2 separate regions of the Triticum aestivum genome follow, and region 1 is linked to region 2. A link is a contact called in public Hi-C data. All regions are on one chromosome and are shown on one strand. Each heading gives the region's core, a stretch centred on a gene start, on an enhancer-like site or on the middle of the called end of the contact. The rest is flanking DNA. Distances are from core to core; before and after follow the strand shown. Region 1 holds the start of LOC123044361 (queuosine salvage protein). Region 2 holds the start of LOC123044360 (LOB domain-containing protein 37).

Evidence for each region. A called contact is a pair of places that touch in the nucleus more often than the background predicts.
Region 1: a contact with region 2 is called in a Hi-C map of leaf, with 3 times the contacts expected there. The contact joins the promoter of LOC123044361 here to the promoter of LOC123044360 in region 2. A contact is called at or near these places in 2 of 5 Hi-C or Micro-C datasets (both in leaf).

What each region holds. Positions count from the first base shown.
Region 1 is chr2B:205,257,417-205,263,835 of IWGSC CS RefSeq v2.1, reverse strand. LOC123044361 (queuosine salvage protein) reads left to right here and starts at 4,426. Exons shown (of 7, transcript XM_044467085.1): 1 at 4,426-4,666; 2 at 5,105-5,248. The coding sequence starts at 4,597.
Region 2 is chr2B:204,638,672-204,645,073 of IWGSC CS RefSeq v2.1, reverse strand. LOC123044360 (LOB domain-containing protein 37) reads left to right here and starts at 2,322. Exons shown (of 2, transcript XM_044467084.1): 1 at 2,322-2,651; 2 at 2,770-3,552. The coding sequence starts at 2,423. The coding sequence ends at 3,254.

The sequences.
Region 1 (6,419 bases), core at 3,177-5,676, 620 kb before region 2:
GGATTTTTTGTTCCTTACGCGGTTGGGTGATTTATGGGACCCCCTTGACAGTTTGCTTTGAATAAAACTCCTCCAGCAAGGCCCAACCTTGGTTTTACCATTTGCCTCACCACCACCTACACCTTTCCCTTGGGTCGGCCAACCTGAGGGTCATCTTTATTTTAGCCCCCCCCCCCCCGGGGCCAATGCTTGTCTAAGTGTTGGTCCAAACCGAGCGATGTCCGGAGCCCCCTGGGCAACCAGGGTCTATGCCAACCCAACGTCTTGCTCATCCGGTGTGCCCTGAGAACGAGATATGTGCAGCTCCTATCGGGATTTGTCGGCATAGCGGGCGGTCTTGCTGGTCTTGTTTTACCATTGTCGAAATGTCTTATAAACCGGGATTCCGAGACTGATCGGGTCTTCCTGGGAGAAGGAATATCCTTCGTTGATCGCGAGAGCTTATCATGGGCTAAGTTGGGACACCCCTGCAGGGTATAAACTTTCGAGAGCCATGCCCGCGGTTATGTGGCAGATGGAAATTTGTTAATGTCCGGTTGTAGATAACTTGACACTTGACTTAAGTAAAACGCATCAACCGCGTGTGTAGCCGTGATGGTCTCTTCTCGGCGGAGTCCGGGAAGTGAACACGGTCTTTGGGTTATGTTTGACGTAAGTAGGTGTTCAGGATCACCTCTTGATCATTGCTAGCTTCACGCCCGTTCCTTTGCTTCTCTTCTCGCTCTTATTTGCGTATGTTAGCCACTATATATGCTTAGTCGCTGCTGCAACCTCACCACTTTACCCCTTCCTTTCCCATTAAGCTTTGCTAGTCTTGATACCCATGGTAATGGGATTGCTGAGTCCTCGTGGCTCACAGATTACTACAACAACAGTTGCAGGTACAGGTTTTTGCGATGATCATGACGCGAGAGCGACGTTTGCTTGTTTTGGAGTTCTTCTTCTGCTTCTTCTTCGATCAGGGGATAGGTTCCAGGTCGGCAGCCTGGGCTAGCAGGGTGGATGTCGTTTGAGTTTCTGTTTGTGTTTCGTCTGTAGTCGGATGATGATCTTATGTAAGATAATGTTGTATTCGTGTGGCATTGCATGCCTTTTGTATGTATCCCCATCTATTATGTAATGTTGATGTAATGATATCCACCTTGCAAAAGCGTATCAATATGCGATTCTATCCTTGGTGGGACCTTCGAGTCTCTTTAGGATAGTATCGCATATTGGGCGTGACATTATGTCTGCACAAAAATAACACCAAGGTCAATTCTGCTGAAAGCAACATTAGCCCAAAGTATTTTTATTGAAAACATGCAATTAGAGGACAAAAATATAGCAAAAGTACTCGAAAAAGTAGATATGTTTGAGACGTATTAGCTCCCGCAAGGCTTAGCTTATTGGTTGTCGTCAAGGAATTCAGCTGATAAACTAACACCACAAAGAAAAACTTTTACGATTACTTTTGTTAGGTATATGTATATAAATTTAGTCCATGATCACTTTACAACCATCTTATAAAAGTAACCGCATGAATAACAAAAACTTAGTAACCATGTTCTCACATGATAATATTTCAACCAACTAGTAAGTCATAATAAATTATCTCAAACATCAACATGATCAAAATGGAAATGATGCCAATATGACAACATGATATCCCGTTGTCATGTCTCTTGTAGGAAGCACCCCAATAGACAACAACATTTGGTTGCACAAGTGGCGTGACATGACACCGGCGAAGTTCGCCCCACATCAACTTTTGTCCATCCTTGACCACCAATCCATATCGATGCCAATATAAATAGACCATAAGTGCAGCTCCAATTGATCTCGGCCATCAAAGCATATCAAATCGAACAACCTAAGTTGCTCCGATACATCGAGGGCCAGATATGTTAAGCATCCAACATGTTTAGCACACAATTGATATCTTATCGAATATTAGCGCTAGCACAAACAACATTATTATAACACAAATAATACCCTATCTAATATGAATGTGCAACTAATTTCTACGTAACTAGGACAATGCCCGTACGTTGCAATGTGGTATAAATATTCTAGTATGTTAGTTTATGATTTACCTGTCATATTAATACAGTTGTGTAAATAAATGTTCATCAAATCCCGCCCCGTGCGTTACTTTATATTTTGGTGAGAAGTTTGGTAAGTGAATTAAAATGAGATTGATTTAGAAGATAAGTAAATTAAGGTGATTGATTATTATAAGAAAAAGGTTGGATGAAAGGTTGGTGAGAAGAAAAATGAAATATGGATATCAGCCCTCTTTTAGTTCATAGATAGAAATAGAAAAGTCATAGAAAAATGAGATGTCGTGTAGCTCAACTCCTGTATGAGAAGAGGTGTCGTTAGTTTAATATGATATGAATTTTGTACTAGATCTGAGCCAATGTTTTTTCCTTTTAAAATGTGAATGATAGAATACATAGGAATATCATTCCATTCCTACAAAGTAAATAACTTAAAAGAACAAAATTTTTATAACGTTTCAAAATAAGTGTCGTTGATTTAATACTATAAAGTTAGTCGACGCTTACTCTAGGACGGAGTAACAGTTTTAAATTTCCATAAAATTCCTCTAAGAAAAAAGTCCAAAACAAACCTTGAAGTCGTAGATGAAAGTTAAATCAAACCTTGAACTTTGAATCCCGAAAATTGGCACTCTGAACTTGTAATCCCGGTCTATTTTAGACCCTAGACCTGTTTGTCACACTGGGATCCCGACCGGGATAATCTGCTACTCTCACAAACAACAATTTGGGCCGGCCCACTATAACACAACAAGAATTTGTGAAGTTTAAAAATGGTCACGCATTTTTCAAATTGTTCAGAAGTTAAAAAATGTTCTTGTTTTCTATTTTTGGCACAAATTCAATTCCTTTTGTGATTTTAAAAAATGGTTTGGAATTTTGATATTCTATTCACATTTTTCAAAATTGCTCGGAATTTCAGAAAAATCACATTTATCAAAAATATTCAGAATTCCAACCATTTTTTACACGCTATGAAATATGTTTCGGTTTTTTAAAATTCTGTCAAAATTTTAAATAATGTTTTTAAAAAATGTTTCTGATTGTTGGCTGAGGACTTGACTGGGCCGGCCCACCAAACATGAAGCGAGTTTTTTTTCTTAACACTTGATGTAAAAATTCTTTCTTTCTTTTACTTAATGCAAGCATAATAATTCCAAATAAAAAACAACTATTGTGGAGTCGAACTTTGAACATGGCAGGGTTGACCTCGTTCCGCTAGCTACTCCAGACGACTATGACTGACATTATTAGAGGCCTGAGATATTTAATCAAAAACCAAAGCGTCGAACTTCGAAAACACTTTTTAGGGGCAAACAAGTATTGAAACATAAAAAAAATTCTGAAACCTGAACAAAATTTTAAAGTGTGAACACTTTTTGAAACATATATATTTTATGAAACCTGAAAATATTTGTGACATCTAAAAAATATCACAAGTTTGAAAAAATTTACGGGCCAATTCAAACAAATGTTTATGCAATGTATAATAATATTCGTGTCATTCAAAAAATGTTTTGTACATTCAAAACGATGTTACATTCAAGAATATTCACGAGTTTCAAAAAATGTGTTTGTGACATTTTCAAAAAAAATGTGTGTACAATGTAAAAAAATGTTTGCATGTCGTAAAAAAATGTGTTCCTTAACAGAATATACGTGGCATGTGTTTGAAAAAAGTGTATACAAATTTGAAAATGTTGAAACATGTAAAAGAGTGTTTGTGTAGTTTTATAAAATGTTTATTGTCATTAAGAAAATGTAAAACATGTATTTGGAAAAATATTACAATGTATTCAAAAAAGTTTTGAAAACATGTAATTTAGAAATGTACATAATGTATTGGAAAATATCAAAAGTTTATCAAACAATATCTAATATGTGCGTTAAAATGTACATTGGGTACTAAGAAAAATTAGACTTGTGTAAAGAAGAAAAAAAGAAAAGAAAATGAAAAAGAAAAAAAACAAAGAAAAAACAGTGCAGTACGCGCGCGAGCGCCTGCGCTAATGGGCCAGCCCAATTCAGCAAATACCGGCTAAGTCATCTCGAGGTTCAAAATAGACCGGGATTAGAGAGTTTGGTGTGCTAATTTCTGGGATTGAGAGTTCAGAGTTTGATTTAGCTTTCGCATACAAATTCAAGGTTTGTTTTGGACTTTTGCATTCGTCTCTATAGGCCTAGAGCAGAGGAGAAAGAAGGGCAATCCAGTCATTTCAGCAGTTCATGAGGTGGGTCAAACTCAGCGGAGCACGCCAGCACAGCCGGGTCGTCGTGCGTGCCTCGCGCCCCACTGCGCAATTCCTCGTGTTCTGCCAGGCGGGAGTTCTCCGAGGCACTTGGAGGCCCACATCGAGAGGGCAGCAAGAGGCCAACCAAAACCCCCCTCCGGAGGAAAAATACTAAAACCCGCGTCGCCCTCGCGGTCACGGGCCACACCACCACTCCCCCCGCCGTCACGGTTTCCGCCCGCTACCCACCCCTAAATCCTCCCGACTCGCCATTGTCCCGACCTCCCCCGCGGCCTTATCCTATTCCTATTCGCCCCGCCGCCATGGAGGCCGTGCGCGCGTCGGCGGCCTGGGTGGCCAGCCGCTCCTCCCACGTCAAGGTCGACATGCTAGGTATCCGTTTCCCGAATGATACTAGGATTTTTCCGACCAGGGAGGGGAGTATCGTCTTCATAGGGATATTTTTTCTGGAACGGTACTAGGATTTCTTAGGCCACGCAGTATCATCTTCACAGGCTTCGCTGTTCCTCTGGGTTAGCTATTAGTCGATTGTATTTCTAAGCAGTATCGGATTGACCCTGCAAGAAACCAGAGTTGATTTTCATGTTCTAGGATTGGACTTCAATGTTCAGGTTGGGGATTCCTGTTCTCTTACATGTTGTTTTGGTTAGCTTTCACCATTTTCTTATGAAAGAACAACTTGATGGAATACGTATTTTTGCTTTTTCTTTTATATGTTTATATCAATGTTCATCCTTCCTTCGTTTTGTGACAAATCTCCCAAGTGAAGTTATAAGTTATGTTCCTCTTCCCCGTTTGTTCGTTTCACAGAGATTGAGAAGGCCGTGGATAAAATTCAGGGAAATGTTCCAAAAGTTGAGTGGGATTTTGAAGGAATTCATTACTTTGACAATGGACCGCTCACTGTGCAGTACCTCTTCGTCTTGGACGCACTGAACTTTTGCTTCTGGCCAGGTATTAGTTCAGCCAGGAACGTACCGTGTTTTGAACATGTAGAAATTACTAGTGAGGTATTGCCCTTGTCTTATGAGTAGTATTTTTCTTAAGGAGTTCTGAAAAATATTAGCACTAACAGACATCAGACATTGCCACTCTATGTTTGCATTTCTTTTGCTCCTGTATAAAATATTCGTGTGTTGTTGCTCCTGTATAGCATAACACGTGGTTAGGGGAGAGGAGGGACGGTTTATTTTTCTTTGCTTACTTGTTGACAATGTTTAGGGATATTAAAACATTTGGTTGTGCAGCCAGTATTCTTCTTCTCATGACTTCAGGCTTTTTAGATTTTCAGAGTGCCGAAATCAATTTCGTGTTGCCTGAAAACAATGCACTAGTGCTTACACCACAAGGAACTTATGGATATTTCTAATTTAGTATATTTTTTGTTAGTAGCTATATGTGAGTTTCCTGGATCAACAACCTTCTATGTTGGTTGCTACGTTGCCAACAAGTGGCTAGGGGAGAGGAGTGGCGGTTTATTTTTCTCTCTTTACTTGACAATTATTATGGGTATTAAGATGTTCAGGCGTGCAGAATTCCTCTTCTCGTCACTTTAGTTTTTTTTTTAGACAATACACTAGTGCTTATACACCACAAGGAACTTCTGGATACTAGTTAATTGCCTGTGTTTTGCAATGGGGGCATCAATATTCTAGTGATCCTCCAGTACAACGCTTGGTGATATTTTCCATAATTAACGTGATCCTCCCGTTCAAAGAATGATACTCTTCATAATTAACGTGATTCTCACATCCAATGCTTGATGATACTTTCCATAATTAACGCGATCCTCCCGTCCAAAGACTGATACTCTCCACAATTAACATGATCCTCCCGTCCAAAGAATTATACTCTCCATAATTAATGTGGAACCAACAAACATACGAAACCAAACCAAACCACGATGTACCATCACGAGTTCACGACTGCAAACTCCCTTTTAACAGTAGAGATTTCTACCTTAAGTATTTCTTGTTAGTAGCTACACATGATTTTCCTTGGATCGACAACCTTTTATGTTGGTTGCTATTTTGCCAACAAGTGGCTAGGGGAGAGGAGTGGTGATATATTTTTCTCTCTTTACTTGTTGACAATGACTAGGGCTATTCAGAGAATGTATCTTTCC
Region 2 (6,402 bases), core at 1,073-3,572:
TACGACGAACACTCGTGAGTGATGTCTGATGAGAATCGTAGTGATAACCTCCTCTCTACTGAAGATGCTCTGCAACGAAGTCTCACGAGTCACGAGACCAGTGACAATCACCGTCGATCCATGCCAAACCCTCTACACGTTGACATGCGGTCTCAAATTAACTGCTCGCGGGTCGACGCACTCGGTTTCTTCCAGCAGAAAAGCGGAAAAAAAATTATTCGGCCAGGATAAGATTTCGGTGAAGCGGCTAAACGCCAACGTTACCGGCGACGGAAGCCGCGTCCCGCAGCTGGTGGATGGCGACCTGACCTGATTCCGATCGCGTTGCCGAGACGACGGGAAACCGGAGCGTTTGTGAGGAAGGCACGAACCGGCGCGACACGGCCAAGTGCGACCGAAACAGAAAGCCAAGATGCCTTTGCCAACTTGCACCACTCCGTGTGCCACTGCACTCTGGCTGGACTGCTGACATGCGGCGCGGTGCGGCGACGAGAAAAGGTTTGCACCAGCCAAAAAGGCGGAAGGCATCCTAGGTTCACTGTTCCTGGACCTCACACGAATTTGTGCGTGCTGGTGATAATATGCGACGACGGGCCATAGGCTAGGCACAATTATTTCATTTATTCTTGGTTATAGCTTTCGCAAGGTATCCCGTCAAGATTTTTTTTTGAGATAATGCACGCCCACTTTTTTGTAGGAACGGGCGGCCGGGCTGGTTACTTACATGTGTGTCTTTTTTTGTCAGCTAGTGAATGTTTTTTGTTAGCATTAAATGCGTACGGACTAGTCCTGGAAACAGATTCACGCACATTTATTTTGGCCACTTTAATTTTTAAAAAGTCGTATCTTTTAAACCACACGTCGGAATTCAGATCCGTCTTCACCGTTGGATTCATCGCGACGAGATCTTCGAAACTAGATCCCGCATGGATATGTTTCGACGAAATTTTTTTGTTGCCAACTTTGGCGCTGTATTGTGCAACTTCAGTACTGCTTTGTGCAACTTTAGTACTGCATGGTGCAATTTTTTTCAAACCCAGTTTTTTGAAACTGCATCCTCAATAGTTGTCGTTGCACACATAGTAGTCCTAGTTGGCACATACATGGCCACATAGTTGCATAATCTGGTCCGCATAGTCGCATATGAATTATCATAGCTTGTAATGTAGTCTAGTTGCACACACATTGATGTTTAGTTGGCTTGTAACGTAGTCTAGTTGCGCACACATTGATGTTTAGTTGGCAGGAAGACTAGTTGCACACACATATGCTTAGTTGGCTTGTAATATAATCTAGTTGCACACACATTGATGTTTAGTTGGCAGGACACTAGTTGCACACGCATTAATATTTAGTTGGCATGACTAGTTACACACACATATACTCAGTTGGCACGGCAATGTAGTCTAGTTGCATAATGCAGTACTATAGTTGCACCATATAGCACCAAAGTTAGCATCAAAAAAAATTCGTCGAAACATACCCATATGGGATCTAGTTTCGAAGATCTCGTCGCGACGAACCCAAAGGTGAAAACGGATCTGAATTCCAACATGTGGTTTAAAAGATATGACTTTTTAAAGATTTAAGAGACGAAAATAAATGTGTTTCACGGACCAGTCTGTACGCATTTGCTATACGCATTTAATGCTAATAAAAACATCCATTAACTAACAGAAAAAGACACACAATAGATAATTGCTATTTATAAATTATTAGAGGACCAAAACTTGTAATTTTGGGCCGGCCGCTCGCAAAGTATAGTGAGCAGCCGGCCGCTCGCTAGACCGGTCCAAAATATATATGCACACATAATCGTACAACAAATGAGCCCCTTGGCTTTGCGACTGCTCGGTCCAATGGCCTTGATGCTGCACCGGCGAGTGATTCGGCACACCAAAAGCGGTGGAGGGTCCATGCGCCGGATGCATGGAGCGATTTATTTTTGTGAGAAAGCTTGTGTGCATGGAGCACTTGCCGAGGGAGGTCACAAGGTTCCAAAACGCAGGACGTACCGGACGTACGTGGGCAGCCCAAGGTGCGGATCCACGCACACCGCAAAAGCGCGGAAAAAGAGTGGCGGAAAAACACACGAAAGCAGCCCGGACGGGGCGAACGCGAGGCGCACCACCCGAGCCGGCGGCCCCCACCCGCTGTCCAATCCCTCGATCCGACGGCCCGCGCTCGCACCGACCGGCCGCGGAGACACGGAGCCGCCCCCGCACCCCTGGAGCCTGGAACCTCTTCCGCTTTACCTCAGCACGCGCGCCAGTTAACCCATCACGGTCACCCGACCGGCCCGGCCCTGGTTAGCGCCCGGTTACCTCCCCACCCCTCCCTCCCTCCTCGCCTGGTTATATACACCGCCCCTGCGTGGCCGTGGGCGAGGTCGGCTTCTTGATCGGGGTTGGCTGGCTGTTGTATGAGAGGGAGTGAGCGGGCGGCGGTGTCAGCGTCAACGTCGGGGATGAGCTGCAACGGGTGCCGCGTGCTGCGCAAGGGGTGCAACGAGGCCTGCGTGCTGCGCCCGTGCCTGCTCTGGATCGAGGCAGCCGACGCGCAGGGCCACGCCACCCTCTTCGCCGCCAAGTTCTTCGGCCGCGCCGGCCTCATGTCCTTCCTCACCGCTGTCCCCGAGCAGCAGCGCCCAGGTACGTACGGACGGACGGGAGATCGATGGTCTTCTTGGCACGACTATGCATCGGCAGTACAGAATATGTGTTGACCTTTTTTGGCTGAAGTTTGCATGCTGTTTGCTGTGGATTGCAGCCGTGTTCCAGTCGCTGCTGTACGAGGCGGCGGGGCGAACGATCAACCCGGTGAGCGGCGCGGTGGGGCTGCTCTGGGCGGGAAGCTGGCACCTGTGCGAGGCGGCGGTCCAGACCGTGCTCCGGGGCGGCGCCATCCGCCCGCTGCCGGAGCTCGCGGGCGGCGTCCCGGAAGGCGGAGTCGGTGGAAGCGATCTGTTCGCCTCCTCTTCCAGGCGGGCCGTGGTGGGGTGCTCCACGTATTCGGCGGCGAAGCGGGTGACGCCGAGGAAGACATGGGCGCCGGAGGCAGCGTCCCACCACCAGGAGCCCTCGTGCGACCTGGGGCTTTTCCTCACCCCCGGATCGGCCGCGGCGGCGGAGGGGGAGCGACGGGCGAGGCGGGCCGGCACGCCGTCGATGAGCTCCGACGGCTCCGTGACCACGAGCGCTGGCGCAGGCGCCGGCGGCGAGAAGGAGCCGGAGCTGCTGAATCTTTTTGTTTAAATGAAGCTAGTTATTAATCTGCGCGTTCATTTACCGTAGTAGTACCGCGCGATCGATCAGTCGATCGACGCGCTGCTCGCTCGCTGGAGCTGGAACCAGCTGAACTTTTTGGTAGCCTATCGTCCCACCGGCGACGCGCCCCTTGATTCTTTTTTGGGCGTGCATGAACCGCCGGCTTGGTGTGACACGGAGATGACTAGATGAGACCGCCCCGGCCGGCTTTGTTCCTTGTCTACTCCGATAATAGTACCGCTGCTTTCTTAGCACCACCACTACTACTACAAAGATGGTTAAATAAGTAAGAGTACACTAAAGCTCTCTGATCTTATCCGGGGCGTGATTAGCGTTTGCCCAGCGAGTGCGTGTGCTAAGACGCCATTGCTCCTGCAGGCTACAGTACTCTCCCGATTGTGTTTCTTTTTTTGAGATCTGCTCTTCCGTGTTTTTGTGAACTGGTCGTATGATTGATCGGTCAATGTTTCACGCCACCGCAAAATCCAAGCGGCCGTACAGCTTGTGATGCAGCATGTGGGGCTGCTGAGATAGTACTAGAGCGAGCGGTTCAGCTTTGCGGAGGGGCTACAGCCGTACCGTGGCGCCGCGTTTCGGGGTGGGGGCGCGTGACGACCCGAACGCGACCGCAGGCCCCTGCGACGCGGCGTTCTTCTGCCGCGCAGATGTGTCGCGGCTTTGGGAGTTCAACCCGTTTGCCGGCACGGCCAAAACGTCCAATTTCCATTTGTTTCGGGCAGAACGTCCGATTCATTGTGCAGTGGCCGTGCTACAGCGCAGCGTAGCTTTGTGCGTGCACATGCATCAGCATATACTCCCTCCGTTCCTAAATATAAGTCTTTATAGAGATTTCACTATGGGCCACGTACAAATGTATATAGATGCATTTTAGAGTGTAGTTCATTCACTTTACTTCGTATGTGGTCCATAGTGAAATGTCTTCAAAGACTTATATTTAGGAACGGAGGAAGTATATTTTTTAATCAATGCGCCGTTTCATTACTTAAACGTAGCTGGGAATGTCATCCGAGATAATCTCCAGAATGTGCTTTGGGGTACAGAAAATCAAACCTTACATAAATCATCGCCTAAACCGACTTAAGCTAACTTATTATGAGCGGCTCTATTGGCACCACGGCTAATCCATGTCACCTTCACCTCCCTGAAGGATTGAAGCATTCCTTTGATTTCTTTTTTTTTTTGAAAGTGGCCATTTCTGGCTTTCATTTCATAGAAGAAGAGAGCGGGAAAAATACATAGTCTGATCAAGTGATCGGTGGGTTGGAGGAGAGATTACATAGCCAGCCTAACGAGTGTGTAAGCTGGCGAGGAGGGCCTGATTTCGCTATTTTCACGGCACGTCCCCGAAGGGGTGCGCTATGCATTTGGCTCCGGCGATCCTCCACTGCTCCATGTCGCGGCGGCAGGCCGCAGTGATGCTGCGGGCGCATGGTGCTTTCCCTAGAAGGTGCACGCATTTCGCTTTAACCAGATTTGCCAGACCATCAATGTGAGCAGCGATTTGGTGCCCTTCCTCGTGCATGGGTTGGCTCGTCGATGATCAAACGAACCCTCTCGGCGGTGGATCTCCCCGTGCTCCAGGTGGAATGGCTGGAGGAGTGAGAACCGAGCCAGGTTGCCACCTCGTTCCAGGCCTGAATGGCAACGGTGCACTCCTAGAACAGATACGACGAAGTCTCGAGGTTGCGGAGACATAGCTGGCAGAAGTAGCTATTGGTCCATCCACGTCTCTGGAGTCTGTCGTTGCACCATAGGCGATCTAAGTGCAGCAGCCAGAAAAGGACTTTCATCTTGTCAGGGGCCCAAGCCTTCCAGATGGTTGCTGTGAAGTCGAGTGCCGGGCGGTCTTCGAACTGGACGTCGTAGGCGGAGCACGTGGAGTAGTTGCCAGAGTTGCCCAGGGTCCAGGCGATAGTGTCGGCCCTTCCAGCCTCCAGCGTGATGCCAGCGCTTCTGATCTCCCTGGCGAGCTGCAACACCATGTGCATGATGTTGCCGTGGTCACCATGGCGTAGGTCAAGGACCCATCGGTCTTGATGCAGGGCTTCTTGGACAGATCTGTTCTTGCGGACGGAGTGAGCGAACACTGTTGGGTATGCCTGACATAGCGGTCTGCCGTTGAGCCAGGAAGAGAGCCAGAAGGAAGCCGTTGAGCCATCCCCGACGGTGACGGACGTGCAGGTAGCGAACAGAGTGCGATCGGCGTCGTCGCAGGGAGTGCCGGTGCCAACCCAAGGGCTGGAGGGCTGCGTCCATGCTAACCATAGCCATCACAGGTGAAGAGCCCGGGCAAACTTCGGCAGATCATGGATGCCCAGGCCTCCTGCGCGCACTGGCGCGGTCACCGCCTGCCATCGCACCTTGCACTTTCCACCAGTGGCCACATAACAATAACATTCTCTCTTTAGATTCGAGATGTATTGATCGAGACGTGCCTCACTCTAGTTTGTCTTGCGCCCAGGAACCTTCTTCTTGCCTTGTCTACTTCCTTGTAGAACTTTTTGGGCGCCCGCAACACTGTGATGGCGATACCAGGACGCATCTGCCGGCGAAGGGCATGAGCCTCCCTTTCCAGCCTGCAAGGCGTGCGCGGATCTTGTCGAGGATGAACTGAAGGTGCACTAATCTGAGCCTACCCGTAGTGATTGGCAGGCCGAGGTATCTAATTGGCAAGGACGCGATCGCCCCCCCCCCCCCAAATTTTGCAGAACCGTGTGCAGGTCGATTTCGTCGCACGCAATCGGAATGGATGATGATTTTTCTAAGTTGATGTGTAGCCCGGTAGCCTCTCCAAAGAGACGAAGGATGTGCAGCAGCTCGTCGATCTCCTGGCGCACAGGGTTGATGAAGATGACTGCGTCGTTAGCGTACATGCTAGTGCGCATGCGCAATGTTCTTCCGGGGATTGGTTGGAGGAGGCCGTCTCTAGAACGAGGGGTCCTAAGATCTCTTCCTGGGTTGTTAATGGTTGCCACCACGCCAGCATTATCAAGCTCCAAATGAAGCTTTTTCACATTAATCTCGGTGGCGACCTGAATGCCCGTTTGCACATGCATCACCATATACTAGTATTGTTATTGGGCTTTTTTGTTCATTTGTTGGGAAAAACGAGAAG